Regions from separate parts of the Sus scrofa genome. Here regions 1 and 2 are each linked to region 3. The links are chromatin contacts, called in public Hi-C and targeted proximity ligation maps. All regions are on one chromosome and are shown on one strand. The core of a region is the stretch at or near the end of the contact, and the rest is flanking DNA. Distances in the headings are between cores, read along the strand shown. Region 1 has its middle 23 kb from the start of ST3GAL5. Region 2 holds the start of ST3GAL5 (lactosylceramide alpha-2,3-sialyltransferase). Region 3 has its middle 91 kb from the start of ST3GAL5.

What was found. Hi-C and Micro-C count contacts between places; a contact is called where the count stands out from the background.
Region 1: a Hi-C map of liver shows a contact between it and region 3, with 4 times the contacts expected there. A contact is called at or near these places in 1 of 5 promoter capture datasets (liver) and 5 of 47 Hi-C or Micro-C datasets (blood, liver and skeletal muscle).
Region 2: a targeted proximity ligation map of skeletal muscle shows a contact between it and region 3. A contact is called at or near these places in 1 of 5 promoter capture datasets (liver), 5 of 47 Hi-C or Micro-C datasets (alveolar macrophages, blood, embryonic fibroblasts and 2 more) and 1 of 2 datasets of targeted methods (skeletal muscle).

What each region holds. Positions count from the first base shown.
Region 1 is chr3:58,838,449-58,841,791 of Sscrofa11.1, reverse strand. No RefSeq gene overlaps it. Among named protein-coding and RNA genes, the nearest start is that of ST3GAL5, 23 kb to the left of the region's middle.
Region 2 is chr3:58,861,284-58,864,646 of Sscrofa11.1, reverse strand. ST3GAL5 (lactosylceramide alpha-2,3-sialyltransferase) reads right to left here and starts at 1,663. Exons shown (of 7, transcript XM_021087293.1): 1 at 1,450-1,663. The coding sequence starts at 1,537.
Region 3 is chr3:58,769,974-58,773,432 of Sscrofa11.1, reverse strand. No RefSeq gene overlaps it. Among named protein-coding and RNA genes, the nearest start is that of ST3GAL5, 91 kb to the left of the region's middle.

The sequences.
Region 1 (3,343 bases), core at 317-2,816, 68 kb before region 3:
CATCCCACTCACTGTCTCTCTCAAAGGCCTCACCTATCCTGTGTCTGCACATTTATCATAATATTCCTCCCACCCCCAAATTCTTTAATGTCCCTCTTTTTTTTTTTTTTTTTCTGGCCACACCTATGGCGTGCGGGATTTCCCAGGCCAGGGATCCAACCCACACCACAGCAGTGACAACACCAGAGCCTTAACCCCTAGGCTACCTAGGGAACTCCTTTAACTTCTCAGAGCCTCCCAAAGCCCATCTCAGGTGGCACTTTCTTGTTATTCAAGCAGGTCTGGGTAGCAGAGCCTGATCTTAGTGCAGGGGAGGGAGCTGGCTGGGCTGTTTCCCTCCATGTGGTCCAGGTTTTCCCCCTTGAGCTGCTCAGATGGCACAGGGAAGAATCTTCCAGGCTCCTTCCTGGAAGGTGAGGTCAGGCTGCCAGCGTGTTCTAGACGCTTAGTGGCAAGAAGGGCTGGGAGTCCCTGAATTTAGAAATTAGTGGCGTGAGTCCTCCGTCTTTCTCTTTTGCACTGTCTCTTGGCCCTTAATCCAGAGGCCCACTCTGTTACCCAGATTACTCTGTTACAGATACTCAGCAAAACTCCAGATTTCTGCTGTGACAAGAGATGGGTAGGGTCCAGCAGGATGGCATAAGAGAGGCGCTCAAGGGCCCTAGGAAATGTACTAACAGCAGACACTCACAGTCAGCTTACCAAGTGCAGACATGGCGGTCCAAGGTAATTTACACATCCTGGCTCTATTTGCATATGTAAACATAAATATACATACATCAACTACTCCTCAAACAGTGCTCCTCCTCTCTGCCTCACCACGCATTGCCTGCCTGCCAGGTCCAGGCTTCCCTGAGGCTCCTGCTCCCTCCCTTTGAGAAGTCTGTGGTATGAAACATTTATTCTTCCAGTTCAGACTTGAGATTGGTCTCAAAAGTCTGCTTGGTTTGCTTTCCTGCTCCTAGAATGTTACTGCTATTGTTGCCTCCTAAAATTCTTTCCTACAGAGCATCACTGTAAGTAGGTGAGGGGACTAAGAGATGTTTATGGAGAGAGGTGCCCATGCCCTTGACCTGTCACAGCCTCCACCCCCATGCCTTCCCACCCCCAACCCTGCCCAAGGCCGCACCAGGAGTCAAGTCCAGATGAGGGGACTGGCCTGTGTGCAATCAGCGCACCTACCTGACCTTGCTCTCAAAGCAGCAGATAAGCCACGTAAAAGGTGGTGACCAATGGAGTTCCTGTCAGGACTCAGTGGTAACAAACCCAGCAGGTTTCCAGGAGAATGTGGGTTTAACCCCTGGCCTCGCTCAGTGGGTTAAGGATCCGGTGTTGCCGTAAGCTCTGAGGTAGGTTACAGATGCAGCTTGGACCCTGAGTTGCTGTGGCCATAGTGTAGGCTGGCAGCTTTAGCGCTCTGATTCAATCCCTGGGTCTGGGAACTTCCATATGCCACATGTGTGGCCCTAAAAAGCAAAAAAAAAAAAAAAAAAGGTTGTGACTAGTAGGTGGGCGCCCCTCCCCTTTGTACCTCACACAGATGGGCAGGCAGGAAACTCAGTGGTTTCCGGCAGCCTGGGTGGAGGAGCCGAGAGCTCTCAGCCTTTTATACCCCCAGCCATGGCAGCATCCTGAAACCACTTACGCTCTCATATGTGACATTAGTTCTGCCATTCAGGAAGCCACACAACTCAGCACCACACGTGCCTTCTGAGCCCTGACCTTTTAGTTGAGCCAGCCCTGGGCCATCTGTCTTTCTCTGTGTCTGGGTGACAGGGCTTCAGGTTTTCCATCTATGTCCATTTGCTGGGCTTCCTATGCACAAGGCTCCCCACGACCTGCCATACCTCAAGGTCCTGAGGAAAGGTAAATACAGGGAAATTTTCATTCCCCAAACCCCAGAGCTGCCTCCAGGTAGGTAGGCAAAGTTGGCCCCATGGAAACCTCTTTGGAAAGGCTTGGAGCCTAAACAGGGCTACCACCAGCCTTGAGCAAATCTAGGAAACATACCTCGTGGATTTTGCATAATAAATACACAGAACTCTAATGTCTACAAGAACAAGTTTCCTTCTTGGATGTGGTGCCCTTGTGAAGTGCACCACCTGGGCAACTGTACACAGTGACTTTGGACCCAGAGCCACAGGGGGCCAAGTGGTCTCTTACAGCCTTTCTCCCAAGCTCACAACACAGTCTCCTCTTACTTTATCTCTCCATTCTGTTGGTTAAAAGAGGCCTGGTGAGAAAGACTAATAACAGGCAGAGAGAACAAGAGTGAGAGCGTTTTCTCGAATATACGTTTGTTACAAATATTTTTTAAATTAGTAGAGTTGGGCTTTTTTTGTTTTGTTTTGTTTTTGCAGCTTTAAGTTTACTAGAAAGTTGAGTGGAAAATACTGAGTCCCATATACACCCTTGGCCCCACCAAGGTTCCCTTGTTATGAACATCTTGCATTAGTATGGTACATAAATCACAACTGATGAATTGGAGTTCCTGTCATGGCTCAGTGGTTAGCAAATCTGACTAGGAATCATGAGGTTGTGGGTTCGATCCCTGGCCTTGCTCAGTGGGTTAAGGATCTGGCCTTGCCATGAGCTGTGGTGTAGGCTATAGACGCGGCTCGGATCCCATGTTGCTGTGGCTCTGGCATAGGCTGGCGTCTACAGCTCCGATTAGACCCCTAGCCTGAGAACCTCCATATGTCACAGGAAGTGGCCCTAGAAGAGGCAAAAAGACAAAAAAAAAAAAAAAAAAAAAAAAAAAAAAAACTGATGAAACGATGGCAATATGTGATTTTTTTTTAAAAAATGTTTTTAGGGCCACCCCCATGGCATATGGAAGTTCCCAGGCTAGGGATTGAATTGGAGCTGCAGCTTCCAGTCACAGCCACATCAATGCCAGATCTGAGCTGCATCTGTGACCTATGCCTGCAGTTTGCAGCAACGCCAGATCCGTAAGCCACTGAGCAAGGCTAGGGATTGAACCCACATTCTCATGAATACTAGTCAGGTTCTTACCTACCAAGCCACAGCAGGAACTTCTAATGTGTGATTATTAAATCAAGTCTGTGGTTTATATGAGGGTTCACTGTGTGATACATTGGATGGGTTTTGACAAATGTGTGATGATATATATTCACCCTTATAGTGTCACTTGGAATTGTTTTGCTGCTCTAAAAATCCCCAGTGTTCCACCTGTCACCCCTTCCCGCCTCTCCTACACTGAACCTCAGGCTATTTCATTTTAAACCCTGAACAATCTACTCCCTGCAAACACAGAAGCTGACATACCCACCTCCAGGCTCCTCCTTGCTGGGGTGAGAGAGGCGTGGGAAGGGGCGTGGAG
Region 2 (3,363 bases), core at 414-2,913, 91 kb before region 3:
ATTTCTTTTCTTGCTGAGAGGAAGACAGAGCTAATTACAATAAATAACCACAACCAAGGTTCCTTTCATCTTACAGCAACAGCAGCACTCAGACAATGGACAGACATGTGAAAAGGCTCATGGCATTTCGGTCACAGGACTCTCCCAGTTCACAGCCTCTCCTCGTCCAAGCACTGGTTGGAATTGAGGTGATCCCTGGCTCTCTGACTAGAAATGTAAACCATTCTTCTCAACTGTCAGACTTTCAGAATTATGCGAATGAAACCACAACCCATCCTGACAGTTTTTGAATCTGTGCCCCTTCACTCAGCAGACACCAGATTCTTCTTCCAGTTTCAGGACATGCATCCTTCCGCAGAGGAGGATTACCAGTCATAAACCAAGAGGAGGGCTCAGGTTTAACATCCGCAGGTGGGAGAGGAGTCTCCTTCCTCTCTGTAACCCCAACACCCAGCTCTGTGGTTGGCCCAATGAGCAGACAACCCAAAGGTGCCAGATGAAGGGCAGCAGGCAAAACCATTTTCCCTTGTAAATGAATGACATCTAATTAAGCAAAGGCCACAGACATGAAGTGAGACATGAGGACATAAAATTTGTCTTTCATGGCAGCCAATGATTCTGCAGGATCCTCTTCACTGGGAAAGACATTCTGTGGTCAGAACCTCGGAACCAGGGGCCTGAAAAGGACCTTGGCCAAGCCTACCGGTACAGACTGAAGACGGTGTTCCACAGGGATATAAGTGTTGGCCAAGGTCACCTGGTGTGGAGTTAAGGCAGGACCCCACGTCTTCCTATTTGCAGGCTCCTCCGACATGCTCTCCAAAAATCTTCCCCGAAAATCCTGCCTTACTTACACACTAGAGGCACATGTGAAGGCAGCTGCTCACGTCAAGGCAGCTGCTTCCAATTCAAGAGAAACTAAAGGTCACCAAAACGTGTCTCCCGCTGGGCTGGCCGCAGGGAGGTGACAGGCAAGGTCACTGGCGAATTTCTACCTGCAGACACCACACCTCACACCCTCCCGAAGGATGCAAAGGTCAGTTTCCGGAGCTGCTGGCCACAGAGGGCCCCCGAATGCTGTCCTGGGGAAATGAGTTAACTTGGCTTTCCAGGTTCAGAAGCTTCCAGCAATGAATTAAACCCCAAGCCGCTGCAGAAGACAGAGGAGAAAAGCGCCACCGCAGCCGAACCCCACAGCCCGGCCGTTCACCCCTCTGCCTCCTTCGTGTTCACACTTGCGCGGGCCGCGGCGCCCCCAGCCCGTCCACTCCGCGGGAGGCCACCGCTCTCAGCCCGCGAGACGCGTTTGGGGGAAGTGGGTCCTGGGCGCTGCCCATGGGGGCTGGGACGGAGCCGCCAGGCCCAGCCGCACTGGAACAGGGACAGATCGCCGCCGCCGCCCCCGGCCGGCGGGCCCCGCTACGCCAAGGAGGGGGCTGCGCCACGTACCTCGGCCGGCAGGTGCCGCCGCCTCCGCCGCCTCGGTTTGCGGCTGCAGGGGACGCCGCTCGGTGCAGCCTGACGCTTTCGTCCGCATACTAGGGAGCGGGAGCCCGCGGGCCGCCAGTCCCTGGCCCCGCGCCCCCGCCCGCCCCCGACGCCGCGCTCGCGCCCATTCAGTCCAGGACCATCAGCTCCCTGGCTCAGATGCGGAGGAGGGGCGTGGGGCGGGGCCGGAGTCACGAGTACGCCAGAGACCAATCAGAGCGCGTGAGTGCTCCCGGGGCGGCCCGGCTCCCAGAACACGCAACCCTCCACCCTGCCGGGTAAAGGGGAGGGGGCGCCCCCAGCCGGACACGCGCGGAGCTGTGTGCGGCATGGGGGGTCCCGGGTACCCACCGCCCTTTGGATCTCTGTGCGGTTAGACTGTGGAGGCACTAAGAAGAGGTGTATTTAGACTGGTTCTAGAAGATTACTGAGGGGAGGACTCGTAGTTGCGGAGCCGCTGAATGAACCGGCTTTATGTAGTCACGTGCTTTATTCTACAGGACCGACCCCCAGGCAAAGCAGCTTTGGAGTTCTAGGGCCCTGGAGACAAGCAGGGAAACCTGAGTGCGGCTGGGGATGTGCAGAACAGAAAAGCGAGAGATTACTAGTTTCACAGCTGGGTAATTGAGACCCAAAGAGCAAAGGTGAGTCACTGGGGCAATTAGTGGCAGAACCAGGATCAGAACCTGCGCCTGGAGCGCCCATTTCCATACCTCTGGAATCCCCCTTGATTCTGGAGAGCAAATGGCATACAATTTTTAAAGCGTGAATATTGGTGAATCCCCAAGTTCAGGAATTTAAAAGACTTGAAAGGACGGATATGTTCTTTCTTTCAACGGCCAGGTGTGTAGAATGTGCCTGTGACATTGCTGTGCCATCGGACTTGTTGACTCTCCAGTAAAGTCGGTGAAGTTGGTCTGCTTTCAGAATTTTCTTTCGGGTTGCTGGACATATACAGAGCAATCACAGTCATGTGCCTGTGGTGCCTGTTAGGTCCTTGCTTGATAAAGAAGATTCTAGACATTGAGCCAAATATGTCTCTACGAACTGAGAGTCTTATCACTCTTTTTTGCAACAGCTTGCACTCAGTTTGCACAGCTCCAAACAGGGTTTGAAGATGTCTGTGTTTGTCCCTCAGCGGGGATGGGGTGCTAAAAAAAAAAAAAAAAAGTGTTATCTGAGTAACAAAGATCAGGGGGGAGGAGTTCCCTTGTAGTTCAGCAGGTTAAAAACTAGACTAGTGTTTATGAGGATGCTGATTCAATCCCTGGTCCTGCTCAGTGAGTTAAGTATCCAGCGATGCCGTGAGCTGTCACAGATGCAGCTTAGATCCCGCGTTGCTGTGGCTGTGGCTATGGCATAGGCCAGCAGCTCTGATTTGACCCCTAGCTTGGAGACATACACATGCCACAGGCATGGCCCTAAAAAGAGAAAAAAAGAAAGAAAGAAAAAAAGATCAGGAGGGAAATCTTGGAAAGGAAAGGGTGGAAGGATTCTCCCTTCACGCCTCCCAAAAGGATTTTGTCATAAAAATGTTTCTGGATTATCTAAGGTGACGACACTTGAGCATTTTGAAAATACTGGTGAAAAAGCTGTCACTAGGAGATCAAAATCCAGTGTGTTGGCCAAGGCTGACCAGCAGAGCAGCGGCCTGGCTCCGTGGGGTTAGTGACAGCTGCAAGGGGAATGCTGAGCACCTCACTTCCTCTCCCTTGGAGACCAGCCCATTTCTCCCAGATCCTCCTTGTCCATAAAGCCAGCCCTTGTTTGAAGGTATTTATTTAGAGCAGGAACGGTTAACCTTGCAGTTAATCTACCACTAACAGAGCCATAGTGAGACCTGACCGCCACTGTCTTCCTGTTGGGGGCTGAACC
Region 3 (3,459 bases), core at 48-2,547:
CTGAGCCAGCCCCCCTCAGAGGGCCCTTATCACCAGTCCCCTGGCAGGCCTCAGCTCCAGGCTCCCCACCCCACCAGCAGCACTAGCTTCCCTCCCTCTGGCCCGCCTGGGGCATCAACGGGGTCTTACCTGCCTTAGGACCCACCACCCATCCCGCCTACCCTACCCCAGGTGAAATCCAGGGAAGTCCCAGTAATGAGGCTGGAGAGCTGCCCTGAGAGTGAAGAGACGTAAGGCAGGGAGGCAGCAGAGGCAGTTTCCCTTCTGGGGTTGATTAGAAGGAAATCTAGGAGTTCCAGTCATGGCTCAGCAGAAACGAACCCTGAGGATGCAGGTTTGATCCCTGGCCTCACTCAGTGGGTTAAGGATCCTATGTTGCTGTGGCTGTGGTGTAGACCAGCAGCTTCAACTCTAATTTGACCCTTAGCCTGGGAAATTTCATATGTCATGGGTGAGGCGCTAAAGAGCAAAAAATAAACAAAAAAACCAAAGTAGGGGCGCCAAGAACTAGAAGGAAGGGCTTTGATTACAGCAGCCCCTGTCACCAGCTGTCACCCAAGTGTCCCCTGGGTGCTCCCTTCACAATGATATGACTGACAAGGCACCACCGTCAAGTAAAGCCCCTGAAGCTCCTCAGGTTAGAGGATCTGGAGAGTGGAGTTGAGGGGTGGGGAGGGGTGGGGGGAGTCCAGAGGGGCAGCCAGAGGAGCCTGGGCTTTGGACCCAGAGCTGAGGGTGGGGTGGTGGGAAGCATCCTGTCCCAGCAGGATGACCTGGGAGAAGTTAGGTGACCTCCCTTAGCCTCGGCTTGAGCATCTGTGAAAAGAGAGCAATAAAACTTTCAGCACAGGCTGCTGGGATGTGGCAAGGACCTGAAGGCCAGCAAACAGCAGGGCACAGAGAGGGCTCTTGCTCAGCAGATCAGTTATCACTATTATCTATTTGACAACATTTTACCCCCAGAACTCTGGGCACTGAGTCAGGTGCTTGGGGACAAAGGACCCACTGGGAACAAAGGGAGAGGCCTCAAGTGACCCCACCAGAGGCAAGAGTCCCTGGCCTGAGAGAGGAGGCAGCAAATGGTTGAGCTTCAGGGAACACGTGGACCCCAGCAAGGGGCCCCCCTAACATTCCCCTTGGGATTTTATACGGGTGGCCGGTTAGTTCCTGGAATGTCCAAGAAAAACAAACTGGTTGTCCTGAGTAAAATTGCAGCCTGGCTAAGGCCGGGTGGGTCTGCTTTAAATTAAACACAGTGCTTCTGAGATTATTTTCGTCTCCTGGCCGCTGCTGGTCAGTGGAGACATTACCTCACCTCACCTTCCTGCTCAGAGGTGGGGATGCTGATGGGGAGTGGGCCTGGGGATGGGATGACACGTGTGTATGTGGGTGTGGGTGGGTGGGTGTGGGTGTGGGTGTGAGTGTGAGTGTGGCTGAGCGCCCCATCCCAGGCTCCCACATTGGAGGTGAGCAGGCAGCCCTCCTCTAATGACATGGTCTATCTCTGGGGCTGGGGGTGCTGGAATTGGGGGATGTGAGGATGCTTCTGTGTGCAGTCAACCCAGTCCTTGGCATTTAGCTGAGGAATTACAGCGTGTGCAAATACACTGCTTTCCTGGGAGTACTTGAAAAAAACTCGGCTACAGTTTTACAAGTCCAGGGTTGGTCCCTTTCAAATATTCAGGCGCTGGGTGGCTCCTCCTGGAACTCCAGCGTGCTTTAGCTGCTTTAGCTGGCAAGCTGAGACAGAGAAGCCAGAGTCCTCATAGGGTGCCTTGGTCAAGTGTGGAGTTCCTGGTGTTCCCGTTGTGGCTCCGTGTTTAACGAATCCCACTAGGAACCATGAGGTTGTGGGTTTCAATCCCTGGCCTTGCTCAGTGGGTTGAGGATCTGGTGTTGCCGTGAGCTGTGGTGTGGGTTGCAGATTTGGCTCGGATCCCATGTTGCTGTGGCTCTGGCATAGGCCGGCCCCTAGGGGTCTGATTAGACCCCTAGCCTGGGAACCTCCATACGCCGCAGGAGCGGCTCAAGAAAAGGCAAAAAGACCAAAAAAAGGGTGGAGTTCCCTTCTGGTTTTGAAAATTACTTTTGGCCAGCCTTGCCAGCTCATGGAGTCCTAGAAAATTCTGGAATATTGGAGTCAGGCCGACTGGAGTGTGTGAGTTCCAGTTCCCTTGATGAAGATGTCCTAATCTTATTTGGACCTCGAATAGCCTCATCTTTTTTTTTTTTTTTTTTTTTTTTGGCTGCACCTATAATTGCATGGAAGTCCCCGTTGAGGGATCAAAGCTATGTATGTCACAGCAGTGACGATGCTAAATCCTTAACCACTAGGCCACTAAGGAACTCCTCAGCTCCATCTTTAAAATGGAGGTAAGGGGGAGTTCCCGTTAAGAACCCGATAGAGTGTCTGTGAGCATGCAGGTTCAATCCCTGGCCTCGCTCAGTGGGTTAAGGATCCGGCATTGCTGCAAGCTGTGTCATTTGGTCACAGATGCCACTTGGATCTTGTGTCGCTGTGACTGAGGTGTAGGTCAGCATCCGTAGCTCCGATTTTACCCCAGCCTAGGAACTTCCATATGCCACAGGTGCAGCCCTAAAAAAGAAAATTAATTAATTAATTAATTAATTAATTAAAAAACAAAAATAGCCTTACAAAAATAAAATGGAGATAAGTGAATTCCTGCCGTGGTGCAACAGAATCAGCAGTGTCTCTGCAGCATCAGGATGCAGGTTCGATCCCTGGCCGGGCACAGTGTGTTAAGGATCTGGCATTGCCCCACAGCTGTGGTGTAGGTTGAAGCTGTGGCTCGGATCTGATCCCTGGCCCAGGAAGTCCATATGCTGTGAGGTGGCCAAAAAGGAAACATTTTTAAATTAAAAAATAAAATAAAGTGGAGATAAGGCTACCTACTTCCCAAGCGTTGTTATGTGGATTAAATGAAATTAAGTGTGCCAAAGTTTCTTTTGTTTCAAACAAAGTATACCCAAGATCTCTGCCTATAAGAAACAGAAATCTCCTCAAGCTGCCATGTGTACAAGGGAAATTTTTTTTAAGGAATCAAGGGACTTGCATGAAAACAGGCCTCCAGGCCTCTCAGAGAGCTGGAACCAGGAGCCTGAAAAGAGATTTGCCATGGCCTTTGTCTTGCTCTGCCTGCACGTGCACTTGGGTGCCTCCTTCTGGGGACCTCAGCACATCTCCTTTCCCTGCAGACCAGCTTTCAAGGAGAAAGACCCATTTACCCACCAGCCTTGGCTTTATGTCATTTTCTTACGCTAGGTCCACAGTTCGCGCTGGGTAAAGGATGGCCTGTTGCTACTGTGTTGCTTTGACTTGTATGGCAATATGAATGAGCTGAATATTCTATTTGTCCGTCCTGATCCGCTCCCCTTTCTCCTCCACCTTGGGGCTGACCTGTGTGAACTGTCAGCGGAGATTCCGCCCCTTCTGGGATC